2 separate regions of the Mus musculus genome follow, and region 1 is linked to region 2. Evidence: chromatin contacts called from public Hi-C data. All regions are on one chromosome and are shown on one strand. The core of a region is the stretch at or near the end of the contact, and the rest is flanking DNA. Distances in the headings are between cores, read along the strand shown.

Region 1 (4,698 bases), core at 1,714-4,213, 120 kb after region 2:
TAAGAAAAGTAATTTCTCAAGATTACGGTCTAAGCAGAAATGAACCGAAACGAAGCACTTTCTACTCCCTTATCAGCGTGGTAAAGTCATCATTAGTTAACTCTGGCTTACTTTAGAGGTTGTCTGGGACCCTATTTTCTTTGTGTACTGTCTCAAAAGCCGAGATTTCCTAAAACAGCATTAGAAAGCTCTTACTTGAGATGGCTGTAGAGATTAACCTTCACTTTGGCCAGAGTCTCATCTTGTCTGGAGTTTGCTCAGTGATAGGATGGCAGCTGTGTTTATAAGAAAGATCAAAGTTTTGTAGCTAAGCACTATCATAAGAGAGCAGTCAGCAGCTTTTGTCTTTTATTACAGAAAGGGAGACTCAATAAAGCATCCTAAATGCAGATGGCAGACATGCTTGTTTCATAAACAATACATCTACTGAGTTATTCAGATTGTAAAGGCTAAGAAACCTGGTGGCCTTACTTTGCTCTCTACTCATTGTTCACATGGAGTTTATACGCTTTTATAAGTGTTGCAGTTCCAGGATCTTCTGTCAAAAATTACGGCAAACATGGAAGTAAGTTGATCCAGAGACAGAAATGTCACCAGTTCCTACTCAGAGGGGCAACCGTGTTCCCAGGGGAGTTACAGACCAGCTGAAAAGGTCATGAAGTAGTTTAATTCTCTGCTTTCCCATGAAGGCCATGTCCAAGCATGCAACAGAAACCACTCATGTAAATACATCATAAAACATGATTCTTTTCTCTTATAAAAATGAGATCATCAAAATGATAGCCTAATGATTCTATTGCATTACTGTGCTTAGGTTATAAATGTTCTTTGTAAAGTCATGATAATTGAAGAAGTCTGGGTCTTTAACAAATCCTAAGCATGAGGAGCCCCCTCCTTTGAGTTGTTGGTCAGAGTTGTCTAGAGATTATGAAAACATTATAGGCTTTTGCCCTTATACAGTATTGCCTTCATTGCCTACCAGAAGTAGAAGGTAAGTCTCTATTGCTAAAAACAACATGGACTTTGGACACCCGCCCAGAGGATCTGACAGGGCTAGGAGGGAGAGAAGCAACCAACAGTCTTACCTAGTTATAATGCCTATGAACTACCATGGCTAGAATGGGTATGGTAACTGGCATAGGGTACAGTAGTGGCATACATATCTTGGTGGTAACCAACAGATCTCTAATGGACTTAAGACCTGCTTAACAAGAGGGAGATAGTGATGACTACTAGAAACCTAGGCAAATTATCCAGGGCTACTGGAGTCATGGACTTTGGAGGAAAACTCAAAAATAAAAGTTTACTAAACTTTTATAATAATCCCTATGTTTTAAAATATTTGTTCTGCCTACAGATAAGTGTCTTTCTCATCCCTCATCAGGGAAATTTAGTACAAAAAAAATAGTAGGAGGAAAATAGTACAAAAAATTCACAACCAACCAAAATGTATAGTTGTGGAGTCTAGTTCCAACGTATACATTTACAATGCGACTCTCATGGTTCAGGGGAACATCACAGAGGAGCAGGTGGAAAGATTTTAAGAACCAGAGGATTCCCAGAGAGTTTTCTGTGAGGCTCGTGTCTCTGGTAATGTCAGAAGCTACACCAATAATGTCTCAAGCAACATGACTGCTTGAACATGAACTTGCCTAAACAAGGGCAAGAGGCACGTCAAAGTGGGTCAAGGTCAGGAGGCCTCAACCCTACATAAAGAACTACCAGCAACCACTGAATGCTTGCTTAAGAGTAGGAGAAATAGTCTTCCCCAGGGAAGAGCACACTAATTGGTTATCTAATACTAGAAGGTCAGCTCTGACAATAGACCTACAGGTAACATTTCAGAGACTGAGCAGGTTGCACTTAGGTATTTAAGAGTAAAAAAGGAGTCCGTAAATTTGAAAGAGAGCAGGGGTGGGGTGGGGGGAGTGGGCACATGAGAGGATTTGGAGGGAGAATAGGGAAGGTGTACATGATGAAAATTAAGAAAAATAACCACTGTAAAGTAACAAAACCAGACCTGTGGCTTAGGGTAATTGTTTTTTCTTTCTTTCTTTCTTTCTTTCTTTCTTTCTTTCTTTCTTTCTTTCTTTCTTTCTTTCTTTCTTTCTTTCTTTCTTTCTTCTTTCTCTCTCTCTTTCTCTTCCTTCCTTCCTTTCTTTTTTTTTTTTTTTAAAGATTTATTTATTATATCTAAGTACACTGTAACTGTCTTCCGACACACCAGAAGAGGCTGTCAGATCTCATTATGGATGGTTGTGAGCCACCAAGTGGTTGCTGGGATTTGAACTCAGGACCTTTGGGAAAGCAGTCAGTATTCTTAACCCCTGAGCCATCTCTCCAGCCCAGGGTTATCTTTCTTTAAATGTGCAGTTACATTTAAAGATGTAGATGTTTTTCAATCAGCAAAGTGTACTATTAAAGAAACTGCTCACCGCTGTCCGGTTACTGAGCACACAGGCAGTGAAGACACACTGGAGCAGAACACTAGTTCTAAGGACTCAACTGAACCAAGGGAAACCAAGCAATAGAAACGCCATTTCCACCTTGCAAACATACTTCTGCTAAGAGTAAAGATGCTACTAGTTGAGTCAAACCGAGTTAATGTCTAAACTATAGAAAATTTTGGAAACAGTCTGGAATAGACATTTCTTTCCTTTTGGGGCATAATAGTGTGTGTGTGTGTGTGTGTGTGTGTGTGTGGTTTTTTTTTTTTTGTTTGTTTGTTTTGTTTTTTTCTTAAACTCTCCTGCATTTCTGGGATTGTCTGACTCTGGACAAATTAGAAGCAACAACAATAACCAAGTCACACATACAAAAAAAATTTCATTTTTTTTTTCTACTGACATGAGACTTAAAACAGCTACAGGAACGTATCTAGGTCAGTGTCAGTATGTAGTCACAATTAAAGTAAGAAACAAACACGAGTGTGTGGTTCTGTGTTTTGGCATGAGAAGCACTGAAATTTCCCAACAGCCAGATCATAAAAAGGAGACTAATGACTCCATCATCTGGAAAGACCAGGATTAGTTCCGACATCCTGCGGATTTGTGAGATCCTGACTTTGTTCAACAGTGTCAAACAATGCAAGGTTTGACATGCCAGCACAGCTTTTTTTCTTTCCATGATGTCTGTATGTGAGGCCATCCTGAGGGACACTTCAACAGAAGGAAAACCCTCCGAGACGTTTATAAAAACACACGGGGAAGCTAAACCCAGGAAACAATATCAGAATCCAAGTTATTTACCAAGAACCAGAGTGATGATTAACAACAGGTTCCCATGGGCATCTTCTCCAGTTTTTGTCTGTCTGTCCGTCTGTCTGCCTGTCTCTTATTCACTAACTCACTAATGGACAAGGTCTGACATAGGCTGCCCTTGAGCTAATAGCACTCCTCCTAGGTTAAGGTTTGTGCTTTAGTCTAACGGAAACATAGTTCAAAGAACAGGCTTAGTAAGGAAAGAATTCCAGGATACAACATCACAGAATACAATAGAGTGTAATAGGTGAGAAGTTGGGCAGTGTCCTGTAACCTGTATGTAATTAAGGGAAACAGCAAACTCTGTTCTTTCAACTGAAGGTAAAGAAATCCCTCTCAATTCTTGAAAATGTTTTATTATAAAGTAATATTATAATTTACCACTGGAAACAGCATTTTCTTCCCTTTTGGGTTAATACTTCCTGTCCCTTTTCTTGGCAAAACTGTATTTAAACATCTATAAGTTATCTCTTTCCAAGATGGTTACCTTAAATAAACAGATGGCAGCTACAGTAAATAATTTCAACAGACAAATGGTACGTTCTGGATTTGTTCTCGGCAAGCAGTCCATCCTGGACCCCAACTTCAGCATACTCATGTCCCCAAACTCAATCCCTAAGTACAACTAACTTTGAGTTTACATCACTTCATAAACTTAAAGATGACAATTTTCAAATATTTGATTACTCTCTGGCCTCTCAAGTGTTTTTATCTACGACAATTAGGAAAAGTATATATACATTCAAGGTGTAGAGGCTGGAATATACAGCTGTTAAGTTGATACAAGATGATTAAAAATATCTGGGTGCTATGTACACACATTTGTTACACAGCAAAGGACAACAGTATAGTGAGAATTTTGGTTCATTAAAAATCCAGTTATGGTATGTGAGTATGTTTAGTTTGGATCTCTGGTGTGGGATAAGTGGCTGTTTCACAGAAGGTGACTATGATTTGCCTGGTGCATTACAAGGGACGTTGTGGTTTGTATATCTTTGGACCAGGGAGTGGCACCATTTGAAGGTGTGGCCTTGTTGGAATAGGTATGACCTGGTTGGAATGGGTGTGTCACTGTGGGTGTGGGTATAAGATCCTCACCCTAGTTGCCTGGAAGTCAGTCTTCCACTAGGATGAAGACATAGAACTCTCAGCTCCTCCTGTGCCATGCTCCCACCTTGATGATAATGGACTGAACCTCTGAACCTGTAAGCCAGCCCCAATTAAATGTTGTTTTTTATAAGACTTGCCTTGGTCATGGTGTCTGTTCACAGCAGTAAAACCCTAACTAAGACAGACGTGATTTTTGCCAGCTGCAGATAGTTTACATTTGGAATTCTGGGAACTTTTGAGAGGGTATAAAATTGAGAGACCTGAGAGGGCCTGCGGCAGCGGTTGCTTTCCCCTGCTGCTGTAGTTTGTCAAGTGGTTGTGAGCAAAG
Region 2 (4,662 bases), core at 1,780-4,279:
TGAAATTTAAATGGCACTTGAGCTAGTCACTAAGAGCAGGCTGGTGTGGGCAAGTGGCATTGCTCTCTCTGACCCATTCCTTCATATTGCTATGTCAAATGTCCTTGTCATCTGTCTCTCAAGGGACTATCAAGTCCTTGAGGGCAGGCGCCATGCCTGAATTATCTCAACAACAACAACAACAACAATAACTGAAGTAAATAAATAGTTACTGAGTTTCCTTTATATGCTAGCCTTGTGCTAGCCATTCTGTGGGTATTACCTTATTAAAGTAGGGGCTCTCACCTTCCCAATGCTGTGATCCTTTAATACAGTTCCTCATGCTGTGGTGACCCTCAACCATAAAATTATCCTCATTGCTACTTTGTAACTGTAATTTTGCTACTGTTACGAAGCATAATGCAAATATGTGATATGCAGGATAGCTGAGATGAAAGGGTTGAGGACTGGAGAGATGGGTCAGTGGTTAAGAGCCCCAACTACTCTCCCAGAGGTCCTGAGTTCAATTCCCAACAACCACATGGTGGCTCACAACCCTGTGTAATGGGATTTGATATGTCTGAAGACAACTACAGTGTACTCATACATATACAATAAATAAATCTTTGGGTCAACAATATGAAGTAACCAGTACCCACCAGAACTGTGTCTCTAGTTGCATATGTAGCAGAGGATGGCCTAGTCGGCCATCAATGGGAGGAGAGGCCCTTGGTCTTTCGAAGATCATATGCCCCAGTACAGGGGAACGCCAGGACCAGGAAGCAATAGTGGGTGGGTAGGGTAACAGGGCTGGGGGAGGGTACAGGGGACTTTCAGGATAGCATTTGAAATGTAAATGAAGAAAATATCTAATAAAAAAAGAGAGGGTTGAGACCCACAGTTTGAGCACTGTGGGATTAAATCCTCAACATATTTTATCAAAGGAGCTGCTATCATCAGTCCCATTGGCCTCTTAAGGGGGATAAACAGCTTGTCCACGAACACAGCCAGCACAGAGCAGAGATCTCATCCATCCAATCTTTGCTCTTCTTGGACCATGTGTTATTTTGCTTGTGTATCCAGTTGATGTTTAATAAGTATTTATTGAACAGAGAATTGCATACAACAAAAGAGGTTTTTTGGTTTTCAGAACAGAGAACTGGGAACAATTCTCCCTGAAGAGGTGGACCAAACTGAACATGAAAAGGGTCTACTTGATTCCCCAACACAGCTGGTTGAAAGTAACGCCATTTTCTGTTCTACAAACAACCATGTTCTATAGCAGCATGAACACTCTTCTCCCTCTCTCCCTCCTCTCCTTCCTCTCCTTCTCCCTCTTTTTTCCTCACCCCCTCTGTGTGTGTGTGTGTGTGTGTGTGTGTGTGTGTGTGTTAGTGATGACCCCCACCTCCAAGGGAACTCTGTCACCTTCCTGGGACTTCATTTACAAACCGGAGTGACAATTTCTTTACACTTCCTTCTGGCAATGGGAGAAATATCATTTCCCCTTGAGAGATATAAACTACACGTCAGACGCTCTGAAGAAGAGCAGAAAAGAACCTTCATATTTAATATTTATTGAATCCTACTTAACCCAGCATTTCCCAACCCCTTTGCCTTACATAATAATGCTCATAACTAATTCCACACTTTGTCTTTTTTATGTGGCTGGGTGCTTTTGAAGAGGCACTTTCCAGTATCCTGTATGCTCAGGAGATAACCACGGGACGTGGCTTCCAGTTGTTCCTCAGGGATCAAAGCTGCAACTATGATTATGAAATCCTGAGATTTGTTAGAAAGGTTTAAAGGTTCGGCAAATTTACAGGTCATGGCTAGTTTCCTGAAATGGACCACAGGGGGCGCTAGTGGACTGTCATAATGACTGCCACACTCCAGACTTGGCAAGGAAGGGCCAGGCTGGAGCTGTGGCAACCAGGGGCACTTGAGCAGATCCTTTCTCAACTGAATGGAAAGCTACTGAGAACTTGCTCCTATCCCTTTTGGATTTCTGTTTCTTCTGGATGGGTGGTGGTGGTGGTGGTGGTGGTGGAAGAAAGGGACAGAATTCAGAAAAGAAATCTTTTGCCCTTATCCTCAGAGATCAGGTGGGGGGTGGAATCCCATAAAGCAAGACTTTTCATCTACATATCAGTGGCTTGTGCTCACTTTGAGCCAGCTGTGGTTGACCATGGAAGGCCTTATTTTTTTCTTTATAAATTCTTTTATTATAAATTAAAAAGGAGGGCGCAGGGTGTGGTATGCACGACTCTAAACCTGGCAGTCAGAAGGCTAAGGCAGGAAGATGGGGAATTCAAGTCTAGCCTGGGCTACATATTGCTATCCATACAGGGGAGAGACAGATGTCTTTAGAATATACATTTGTTTAAATTAAAAAAAACCCTTAATGTTCTATAACTTTGCTGCTTTTAATGATCTGGCAGGCTATAAGGGGCTTTGGTGCAAAATGGACATACATATCTTTTTATCATCTTTGTCATGTGGCACATATTAATGAAGGCAGCCCAACTTAAACACAATTAACTCATGGAGTGACTTTCCCCCTTTTGGGTGCTAGGGACTTAACTCAGGGTCTTGTGTATACAGGCAAAGTCTCTACCACTGAGTTAACATTCAAGTCCTTCGGAAATACTTAGCAGGCTATTGGTTTCTTTCTGTGTATGTCCTGTCTTCCCAACCAATACTCCCTGAATGTAAGGGTTCCATTTAGGAAGACTCCTTCACAAAAGCCTTTTAAAAGCTTGCCCTCAGAAGAAAGTATAAATGGGAATTGGACGGTAGCCCACAGGCAGAGGCAGAGGCTATGTTCCCACAGAGATAGTCTGTACATGGCTGGTTCAGAGAACTTTTGAGTTTAGAGGATTTTCAACATTCAGTTAACAGCATCATTTCTTTGTATATAGAAAGTGACCAAGGCTCTCAAGTGAGGCTGCTCAGTACCAGCCCTTCCAGTGCTCGAGGTTCTGACTCCTGTTCTTAAACAGGGTGCAACCTCCCAGTACTACAATCGACCTAGTCCTGGGTGTTCCAGAGATTCCAGATGTTAATCTTCACCAGCAGCGAGGGGTGTGAAGCATCACATCACACCCACCAGGGCTCCACTACCCTGTGAAACAACTTGTTTGGACAATTTCATCTTTGTCCGAATGGGAGCAGAAGAGGAAGCCGACGCGGAACACCGAGCTCAGTTGAGGATCTCTGACCAGTCACTACCCCGCTCCTCTCGCAGGGATGCTGGGAAGAACTTGGACGTGACAGAGGAGACAGTTTACACTCTTGGAAAGTTACTGGTGCCTTAGAATTCCAGGAAGTGCTGAATCATAGAGTCACAGACTAGGAAAAGCTTCATAAGAAAAAGATGAAATGAGTATCCGCCGAACACCTTCCATAAAGTGGGGTATATTTTACTTCAACCTCAGTCGCTCCGCTCTGGGTGAGGAAACCGAGAACCACAGTGGAGTAGAAACTTGGCCCCAGTTACTGAACCCGTAAGCTCAGATTTGGACTAGGTTGTCAAATGATGGAGTCATTGCTGGGAACTATTATTATATCAAGGGGTCCTATTTTCACTTTCTGGTTCCAACCGCAGGTAACACAGCACACACTTGTGCGCGATGCCCTCGTCTTTCTTCAGAGCCTTCACTAATAGCAAAGTTCTCAAAGTCACTTGTGAATGTCAAGTTCTCCCTAGGATCTAACTGCAGTCCCTTCAGAGGCACTGCCCTCAGGGGACACGGAAAATGGCTGTAACAGTCCCAGCAGCAGCTTCCCTGACTGGGTTCCAAATTGCTTCTGTTAAAAGAATTGCCAATTCAAAACACATGCGCTGTCTTCAAGCTGGGCCCCACCCCAGATGCTAGGCTTGTTTGAGCCCCTTTCAGGCTTAGCCTGGATACCAGTCCCAATCAAGCCTGGGGACCTAGACAGACAGCAATCAAGATGGAGAAAGGCTCCTCTTCCCCTCTCACACTCCAGCCAAGCCTCAGCTGGGTCTGCTTTCTAAAGCATTTTCTAGGACTAACATTTTATGTAAACACACGAAGGGCCTCATCCTGCCAGGGCTTTGCCAGGAATGAGAAAACACCATTTCTTACGTAGAGACTTGCACATTTTCTATGTCTCTTTCCTAATAGAAAAATCTAGTCCTTTAGAACAAATGCGCACACGGATGACAGGACGTAAGGAGATACAGCCAATGGTGCAGTGGTTTGCATGGAAGAACAAATGAAAGCTTGTGGCAAATGTAGGGGACTTGGAAGCCAAAGATCTGTGTTTAAATATCAACAATGTCTCCTAGCAACTGTGTAATCCTTGGCTTGACTTCCCTGAGTATCAATTTTCTCCTCCATGAAATAAAAGTAATAATACCTAACTCTCCAGGCATGGTGGTATGTGCCTGTAAGCCTAATGCTTGAGAGGCAGAAGGATTATGAGTTCATGTTCTGGGCTACATAGCATGTTCCCAGCCAGCCTGAACTGTATAATAGGACTCGGCTTCAAAGCAGCAACAATAATAATGCTTAACTAATCAGGTAAAGTTACTAAATGCTACATAAAAAATTGCATTTATTTACTGGTAACAAGGGAATAAACCTATGGCCCTGTCCTGGTTTGCTTTCTATGGCTGTGTAAAGGCCTGGTCAAAACCAATTTGGGTAGGAAAGG

Evidence for each region. A called contact is a pair of places that touch in the nucleus more often than the background predicts.
Region 1: a contact with region 2 is called in a Hi-C map of uterus, with 6 times the contacts expected there. The contact joins two enhancer-like sites. A contact is called at or near these places in 2 of 39 promoter capture datasets (both in embryonic stem cells), 13 of 484 Hi-C or Micro-C datasets (2-cell embryo, embryonic stem cells, frontal cortex and 3 more), 1 of 115 datasets of contacts at active chromatin or transcription factors (embryonic stem cells) and 3 of 9 other capture datasets (adipose tissue, liver and pancreatic islet).

The regions. Positions count from the first base shown.
Region 1 is chr10:88,178,701-88,183,398 of GRCm38.p6, reverse strand. No RefSeq gene overlaps it. Among named protein-coding and RNA genes, the nearest start is that of Washc3, 20 kb to the left of the region's middle. Within about 2 kb of position 2,963, at least 1 of the 459 cell types and tissues checked has an H3K27ac peak or open chromatin away from gene starts, as enhancers often do. A contact at or near this core is called in uterus, where this site is marked.
Region 2 is chr10:88,301,693-88,306,354 of GRCm38.p6, reverse strand. It overlaps a transcript of Washc3 not described here. Among named protein-coding and RNA genes, the nearest start is that of Gm51779, 33 kb to the left of the region's middle. Within about 2 kb of position 3,029, at least 39 of the 459 cell types and tissues checked have an H3K27ac peak or open chromatin away from gene starts, as enhancers often do. A contact at or near this core is called in uterus, where this site is marked.